2 separate regions of the Zea mays genome follow, and region 1 is linked to region 2. A link is a contact called in public Hi-C data. All regions are on one chromosome and are shown on one strand. The core of a region is the stretch at or near the end of the contact, and the rest is flanking DNA. Distances in the headings are between cores, read along the strand shown.

What was found. A called contact is a pair of places that touch in the nucleus more often than the background predicts.
Region 1: a contact with region 2 is called in a Hi-C map of ear, with 2.0 times the contacts expected there. The contact joins the promoter of LOC100381974 here to the promoter of LOC541774 in region 2. A contact is called at or near these places in 3 of 25 Hi-C or Micro-C datasets (ear, seedling and tassel).

What each region holds. Positions count from the first base shown.
Region 1 is chr6:143,861,836-143,866,636 of Zm-B73-REFERENCE-NAM-5.0, reverse strand. LOC100381974 reads right to left here and starts at 2,694. Exons shown (of 12, transcript NM_001361565.1): 1 at 2,537-2,694; 2 at 15-142. The coding sequence starts at 2,652.
Region 2 is chr6:143,721,469-143,726,138 of Zm-B73-REFERENCE-NAM-5.0, reverse strand. It overlaps LOC541774 (Rop3 small GTP binding protein), which reads right to left and starts at 1,538. Exons shown (of 8, transcript NM_001111460.2): 1 at 1,253-1,538; 2 at 901-988; 3 at 709-818; 4 at 457-520; 5 at 310-374; 6 at 96-161. The coding sequence starts at 1,369.

The sequences.
Region 1 (4,801 bases), core at 1,445-3,944, 140 kb before region 2:
ACATGAAGGCTCACATATATCTCCAGAACGTAGATCAAGAGATGAGATCACATTTTCCTCTGTCAAGACTACAACACGCCTCCTTCCACTCTTTTGGCTGTGGTAAACTGCTTGCTTTACTTTGCCAATGTACTTCTGGTGCCTGTGAAGGACATCAACATATTAAAATGGTGTTGTTGTATTACTCCAAAAGACTGCATGTAGGTAGCTACAAATTAAATGATGTTAACAGGTGAAGCAACTAGCAATAACTGATTACATGATTCCACATCAAATAGTGAACTCTACAGCAGTTTTACCACAGAATTATTTTATCATATATAGAACTAACACAGCACCACAGGGCACATCATGAAACATAGACTTCTCAATGGGTTAGCACAGCCTGTGAGCAATTCAAGAGAAGTAGATGTCAAGTCCCCCATAAACCTGATTAAGAGAGAGGAGAAATCATGGATACTGAAGCAATTCAGCAAATCTGCGTCACTGCCCTTGGACGAAGGGCGCCCGCCTCCGCGTCGTGAGCAGCAACCAGAAGAACTCCGGTGAGTTCTTCCTCGAGTGTCGTATCCCAGGTAAGGGAAAACAGGTAAGAGTTGGGGATTTTGGTATTCTGTTATTTTCATAGATGATTGTTCCAGTACAAGAGGTAGTATTTATACTATTACAAATGAATACCGGCCCATTAATGAGGCCCATAATCCTCCACTAATCCCCTCTACCGGGTAAACCCCTTCAGGATCCATAGCACTAGATCAAGCAGTGCTTACAATCTGATAATGATGTATTGTGATGTATACTCAGACATCAGGTGGATATAAAAGGATAACTACTGTATGGCGAGGAACAGGATGGCACAGGCTAAATACTAGAGGCTTTAAGGAGTTTGAGGACTCGAGGAAGGATGAGGGAGACCATGAATTGAGAGGAATAGTAACATTTAGGGAGAAAGACAAATTCATTCTTCCATCGTGATAACTATTAAGAAACTTTACCTCTATAGGAAGAAACTTAAATCCGATACACCAAATATATTTAGAAGAAAATATACAGAGGTAATACAATAACTAAAGGTTAAGCTTAAGTCCTAATTTAATACTCTCTCCGTTCTTTTTTATTTATCGCGGTTTAGCTCAAAAATGAACTAGCGGGCGACAAATATTCGAGAACAAAGGTAGCATTAATTATCATAAGCAAGGCAATGCGGTAACCAAGAATTGACTGGCTGCGCTGCATGCATACATAGGTCAACCATGTTGCGATACTCAGCCAATATCCATGGTACAAAACTGAACCTTCCATGTAAACCATGCAAAGTGCACCAGGGAACATCAAGCATCTAAAAAAACGCAAACCTCATCCACAAAACGCAAACCAACTCAGGCTCATGCAGACTGCACTTTATTCAAATGATGAAGCCCATGCCCATCCATGAATCTAGCCCAAGAACAAGATTCTCTGTATACTCGTTAAATAGCTAAAAACAGAGAATTTCAGGCTAGGACATGGGCGGAGCTAAGGCCCGGGCAGGGTGGGCTCTTGCTCGGGCTTAATCTCCAGCAAAAGCCTATTATATCTAGGTAATTTTTTTCATTTTTTTCCAGGCAGCCGCCCATAATTTCTCATCTGGTCGCATGGTCATGTGTATCCGCTGCCGCTGCTTGCTGGATGCCATGCCTACAAACAGATTCTACATCACCAAAGGTTGTATGGCCTAACTTCATTTTCTTTTCATATGGGTTGTACGAGAGCAGACTCCACCCACACTCATGCACATCTTTTGTTTGCACCAGATAAAAGCAATGATAATGTCAACAGTCATCTCATTTGGCTCATCTCCACGATAACAGCAATGCTGTCGATGCCGACCCAAGCGATAATTAGCTTGAATCATTAATTTTTTTCTGCTTCATATCCAAGATCACGGTGTCAGGTATTTCGAGTCGTACAAATTTTATTCTACACAATGAAAATAATTAAGGGCAAACCACGCAACAGAATTTCAGATAAATGGTTCAATCACTTGGTGGTGTGTTAGTGTTACATTAAGTGGAAATTATTTAAAGCATTTGATAATTATATGATGACACAACGTCATAGCATAAAGACTGGAAAATGAGTCTACCTCATGTTATATGAGATTAGCATATTATATACATGCAAGCAAATTTTTAAGTACTTTGCAGTATATTTATGATTTTTTATATTATGTAGTCTTTTTAAGTTGCCCAGGCTTCCAATTAATTCTAGCTCCGCTAGGATGCAATCACTGTATAATCGCTATATAGCTAAAGAAACTTCTCTACTAACCCGACAGGACTAATCCGCAACATTCACCGCTACTACTACAGAATTCAGTTGGAAGCTCGTAATCCACACCCTGATTCGCCGAAACCTAGCAAACCTGTACTGACACCGCGCACAGCTGCTCACAACACAATCCTAGTCGTGATCTGAACTAGGAGCTCGAAGTTCCATTACGTCGCGCCGGCCTAAGCTAAAGGAGGATCGGATCTAGGGGAGCGAGTCCACGTACCAGTCCGCGAGACCGACTTGGTCCTCGTAGATGGCTGTGGCGAGGGTGGTGAGGGAGCCGAAAACTAGGATCCCCGCGAGGAGGACAAGGAGCGAGCGGCGCGGTGGCGCCGCCATGGCGGCTGAAAAGCGGGGTTCGGAGTCGAGCTCCGATCTGACGGCGGCGGAGAGGTGGCGCCGTTCACTGTTTGAGGTTGGGGCGAGTGTTTGATGGGGGCCATGGGGCAGTGCCAGAGCGGCCCCACGTGACGGCTCGACCAACTCGTACCGGGGGGGATCCCGGCTGCCGCCGTGACGATGCCGGAGATATTAACGAGTACTTTCGATACGCACCAATCGTGTGTCAGCTGTCTTGACACGAAGGGCGTGTTTGGATTGCTCTCTCAACAGATATCACCGTACTCGCTCCATAGTTCAAACTTTATTCCACGAATAATCTACAATACAAATAGTACTTTACACGACCGTTTACACCGTCTGCGGGAGATAGCCTAAGAGGCTATTTGGAAGGGCTCCGGGCTCCGGCTCTGGCTCTTTGCCGGTTCCCTCCCAAACGTCATGTCCTAGGCTGAGAGCCGGAGCTTAAATTTTAGCTCTGCACGGCTCCACGTATGCGTAGATCCACGCTGCCTCTCTCCCCATCGCCGCAGCGCAATCTCTCCTCGAGCAGTATCTCTTCCCGAGCCATCGCCGTGTCGCAACGCCGCGCCGCCAGATGCTCATATACTGACAGTCATAAGGAAGTTCAAAAAATCATGTTACTTATATCTTATGATGCTGATCTGATAAGGAAGCAGTTTGTGTCGAGCTGAAGCAGTTTGACAAGTGATCTGATAAGGAAGTTTGTGTTAAGTTGTCATAAGAAAGCATTCATAAGAAAGCAACTTCGTTTGCTAGTGATCTGGTAAGGAAGTTTCAATTACCAATTAGCTTCTTGTATCAAGTAGCAAATTTCAGATAGTAGATAGCAGTTTTGCTAAACATTGTAATGACAATGCTAGATGTTTCACATGTTAATATCTTGTTTTGCGTTTGATGCTTTGCCTGAAGTTGACAGTGTTCAGATTTCATCGTATTTTTTTGCCACAACACCGAATCAAAAAATACGTGTTTTGTGAAACAATCTGTCAAAGGCACCAGCTCCTGTGGAAGAGGTACTCTTTTGAAGGAGTCGAAGCCCTCCCAAACAGAGCCTAAGATGACTACTTATCCCACTCTTTATCTTACTATTTCAAACTTCACTCTGCAAACAGTTCAATATATAATGCAAAACAGTATTTTGCACGACCATTAACTTAGACCCTACCCGTAAAACTTTTATTTCGATTGCATATAGATCAAAGGAGACTAGAAAAATGAAATCTCCTTTTATTTTTTTTTACTAGCAAAAGATTTAATCATCTCTAATTCTTTTTAATACACTCCTAACCGAGCAAGCTCTCAATGAAAAGCTCACGATTTCATCTTTAACAATTTATAGTTCTTCATGTGTATAAAGAAGCATCGTGCTCCTATTATACGTTAATTAACATGTTTTTAACCTTAATTAAGCCTAGTGGCATGATAATAATATGTATTATAACACTACATACATTGTATGATTTTCTAAAAATTTTAAAAATGATAAATATGTGTTAATTAACTGAGTTATAGTGTGTAGGAGAAATTATATAAGATAAATTGTATATGGAGAAGAATTTTTAGTGGAAGATAGTAAAATATATTAAAAGTACATATAAGGAAAGATGTATAGAGGGAATTATCGGAGACAGCATAAGTTAATTAACACGTATTTACCATTTTAGAAATTTTAAAAAATCATTGTAGTACCACAATACATATTATTATCATGTCATGGGGTTTAATTAGGATAAAAATGTGTTAATTAACGTATATGAGGCATAGTAACCCTATATATATATATATATATATATATATATATATATATATATATATATATATATATATATATATATATATATATATATATATATATATATATATGTGTGTGTGTGTGTGTGTGGTTGGTATATTAGAAACCCTGGGCTTTGGATGATATAGGAAGCCCGGGTCGGTATTCCCCCGTCCTATATTGGAAGCCCTGGGCTTTGGATGGTATAGGAAGCCTGAGTCGGTATTCCCCCGCCCCCCGTTATAGCCGACCGGATGATTGAGCGATCAGGCGCGAGACCACATGCGGCCTGGATGACGCCGTGACGCGCGTACACGGGCCCACGACATGGTGGAAGGCATAACCAACTGGGTC
Region 2 (4,670 bases), core at 289-2,788:
TTCTTGACAACTTATGTTTATTTGGAGAGGATGTGACTTGGTACAACCAGATACTGTCAGGCTGTGAACTGTAATGCTAATGAGCAGAACCATACCCTCTGTGTCTTTGAGCTGCATTCTATGTACGCCACAGCGCCTATCTGCTTCCTGAGCTCTTCTCCCTAGCATTACAAGAGAATAATGTTATCAGTTGCAGTGACTGCTGTGCAGTGCAGGTGCCCCTTTCAGTTCTTAAGGGAAAAAAAATTAGCCAAAAGTGTTCTAGTATCGAATGAATGATGATTTGAGCCCATTTTGTGGCCATATTACCTGTTCAGTAGAGATGATGGAAGCAGCAGAATGGTCAGCAAGGTAAGATCTGTCTTCACGGAGATCTGCAGTGGCAGATATGCCTGGATAAATACAGAACTATTGTGCTTGGAATATTTAGGCCATGCCAGCATCAACATTAGTTACCTAGTTTGGTTCCAACAAGAACTACAGGAACAGTAGGTGAAAATCGGCGAAGCTCTGGCATCCACTGTACAGACGGACGCTGATGATCAGTACTCAGTTATTGCTGTGTGAAATCCAAACTGATACATCCATGTAACAATGTTGTGAAGTAAGGAGTTTGCAGGATTTTAGTGAGTCAAGAAACTCCTAGTTGCGGCTGTACAGATCCCTAATCATAAATTTTCGTCCGGAACTATTCTCAGTAGTCAGTACCTTCTTGAGGACGTTCTCATAGCTCGCCCTGCTGACCAGGGAGAAGGAGAGGATGAACACATCGGCACCCCTGTAGCTGAGAGGCCTCAACCTGCTGTAATCCTCCTGGCCTGCATCCAAACCAACCATTTCCGGCAGAAAACAGAAGAGATGGAAACACTAGTTGACAATCTGATGTCGCCCACCCCCCACCTGCCGTGTCCCAGAGGCCCAAGTTAACGATGCTCCCACCCACGGAGACATTGGCGCTGAAGTTGTCAAATACGGTGGGGATATAATCCTGCCGAAAGGGAAAAGAGGCTGAAACATCACAATGGAATAACCACACTGCCCCCTAACCAAGAAGTACGGTACTGAATCTGCCTCCACTCTCTTCGAAACCGAGCTGGATAGACAGAAAGAACTGAAACCCTGTCTTGTCCATCCGAATAAGAAAAAAAATGCAGAGGGTGTCGAGCCATTGGTAACGACTAACGAGAGGAGGGCGGCGAACCGAGCTCAGAAAGAACAAGGAGGTAGTAGTGAATAGATGGGAGCACTCAACCGTGGGGAACTTGTTGCAGGTGTAGCAGATGAGCATGCAGGTCTTCCCGACGGCCCCATCGCCGACCGTGACGCACTTGATGAACTTGGTGACCGAGCTCGCCGCCGCCGCGCTCATCGCTCTCACTGCCGCCTGCCGCCGCTGCACGAGCCAGCCACACCTACCTGGTTTTACTACTACCCCTCCCTCCTTCCAACCAGTCGTGGCTGCCGGCAGCAGTGTGCCTGCATAAATGCAGCCATCCCAGAAGCAGCTTCTCTTTTTTTTCACTATTATTATATACCACCTGCGGGCTGGCGTGTGACATCTAGGTGTCGGTGTGGCGAATCTTATATATATCTTTGTTTGCTCGTCAAATCGCTGCAATCTTTTGCTGCTCAGCTAGAACTCTGGCTGCCTGTAGAGAGGAGATCTCGACCTGCTAGTCTGAACTTTGAACAGTGGAACGGAGGACCTTTGCTACGTACGTCTACGTGCACGTGCAAGGAGGCCTAGAATCGTTCAAGAAAAGATGTTTCTTTATAAGTGCATGGACACCTCATCGTCGTCATTTACTTGAATCCGGCGTCTTGTGTATTGAATCGCGAGCCATTAGTGCTAATCAGCCAAGGTGCTGATGGCATGTTCTGTTCTGTCTCGTCAGATCAGATCCAAGCCAAAGCTTTTGTACGATTCCCGGCCGGTTCGCTCCCCGTGACTGTGCCTGTAGCGGCTGTACGTCCGACTACTCCAGTAGCGTCCTTTTGTTTGTTTACATATACAGCGGGTTTTTGTCTGGTCCTGCTCTGCTCTTCACAGTTTGGTGGCAGTAATACGCGAAATTTCAAAGTAGAAAAGAATTGACGGAAGGTTCTTTGATGCCGGGGACTTGCACGGCTTGACCTTGGTCTGATCTGCTTTCCCACCGTTCTTGACTCGAACCTTAAGAACCATCAGGTCTTTGCGCCCACGGTTCGCAGGATTTTTCTCTTGTGGTGTGCCAAATTGACTGCACACTTCTTTGGTTCATGTTTCTTAATCACCCTACCCTACGACCCTGCTACGATGGCTTCAGATAGGAACCGTGCGTGATTGCTCAGGTAGGGGTTACAACTTAGAAGGCAACTCGAGTTGAGGATTCTGATGTCATGCTCCTGATGACGATCACAGGGTTGTTTCCATAGTTCCATATATATAATATTTTAGGGCCCGCGTGTGCAATTTCATTTCCGAGCTTTTTCGGTTACGTCGGGATCGAAGGGGATTCCATCACGATTTAATACCTTCCAAACCTGTTTGATTACGACGCAACCGAACAAGCCCCTCGGGCCCCTCCCCCCGAAAAATAATATGGAGGATTGCATGTTCACCTCCGAAAAATGTCATGTTAAGTCACATTACATGATTACCATGAAAGCATAACTTCCTTTATAGGAGTATTTGAAGAAAAGGGGTACATCAATTCACAAACTTATTTAATAAACTATAAGTAAAATGAAGTCAGTTGCATCTCATGCTAGGTTTTTGAACTGTGCATTAGAACATGTGTTTGAATTTCAAAATAGAATTGAATTTAAATTGGAAAACTAAAATAGGAAGGAAATTAGAAAAGAAAAAAGGGAAAAGAGGGCCATATTCACCTAGCCGACCCATACCCACATCTCCACACAACCTAGCAAGCAACTAAGCGCCGATAGGAGAGCCCCCGTGTCAGTCGCTCGGCTCTGTGCCCTCCTCTCTTTCACGCCACCAGCCAGGGTCCGCTGCTCAGAACGCATCCACGTCGCATCGTTTCACTGACGTGTGGGGGGACACTTGAGCACTGTGCCTCTTCCCCGTAACAACCCGAAGCCGATCTTCTATCCTGTTGCGCGTTCCCAGCTAGCATCGCAACCGACCTTCTCAGGGGCTATAAAGTCGTGTATGAGACACCCCTCCTCCCATCCCGTCTTTATAGACCTCCACTTGCCACCGTGAAAACCACTTCATGAGGGTGTTAGAGCTCGGTCGTCGCCGTAGGGGTCGCCATGCGTAAACCCATGGTAGTTATCACACCTAAAGGACCTATTGAAGCGACTTTTATGAGCCACCAAATAGACATAACAATCTTGGGAAGAAATTTTTGGTCCACACCCATAGTACTAAATGAAAAGAACATAGATTTGATCCTTGGTATGACCTGGTTACAAAAGTGCAATGTAGTTATACATTGTGCCAGGGGGACCGTAGAGCTCACTAGTCCGGACAGAGATAGATTTGAGGTCGTATTCACCTTATCCCCATCCACTGAACCTGCTATATATCAATTAGAGGGCAAATTTGTACCAGGAGCCATCCAAAAAACTTCACTTTTGGAGGCGCACAGTTTTCCCAAACAAACTTATAGAAATCACATACTGCTCCCGTGGATACCACTGCCTTGTATAGCGTCGTTGAGTTGAATTTACTACAACATCTTCCCATGGGCACCTTCTGACATCCGCCACATTTGAGAGGGTCACTCCATCTAACAAAGTAGTTAGAGCAACAAATTCACTTATTGCAACAGCCGAGAAACGGGGAAAAAGCATAGCGCAGCGACGTGGAGAGTATGGCATGAACCGAGGCTTCCAGACGATGAACAAAAAGGCGGCTACACCATGCCTAATCAAGAAGAAAAAAATGGAAAGGTGATAGTCATCAAGGAAAACAAGCAAGCCAACAAGGGAAAGGGGGCCAAACGCATTTAGGTGCTAAAAGAGATTATCTCAACCATGAAAAGCACCAAGAAGGTTTGGGTCCCGAGAGGGAAGTAAGAAGTCTGAAGGACTTCAGGGAATTTGGAAACTTGGCACAATTAGGATGTATATCATGGGATGTATCATATCAGATCAAGTATATTGCCAAGTGGGTTAGTGAATACTTTGGACCCAAATTCCCCGCCCATAACTCAAGTAACTAGATTTATTACATCTTCACTTCTTTAGATATGCGTATCTATTTTTCTTACATCTAGTTCCACCGTTCATGTCTAGTTCTACATATGGTATTTACTTTCAATTGCATATGCATGCATGCTAGGCACATCATATGGTAGGAATGCTCGACCTTAAATCCATTCTTTTTTAGCAAAACTACGTGGTTTAAAATGTGTAGTAAAGCACGGCACATAGCTTAACTAAAATTTCTAAATAACTATTACTTGTTTCTAAAGTTATATCTTTAAATTGGTGCCATTTTGAATTATATGTGCCAAAGTACAAATTATAGATAATTTACCCCTCTTGATCTCAAAATAAACATGCATGTCTCCTACAAGTATTCAAAACTTGTATGCACACCTTTAGGGGGAGGTTACTCTATAATCTAAGTCTTTGACACTAACACTGTTTTTCAAACCTATTATGTATGTAGTAGTCTCATTGAAGGAAATTAGAGTCCCAGAAGAAAGACAATAAGC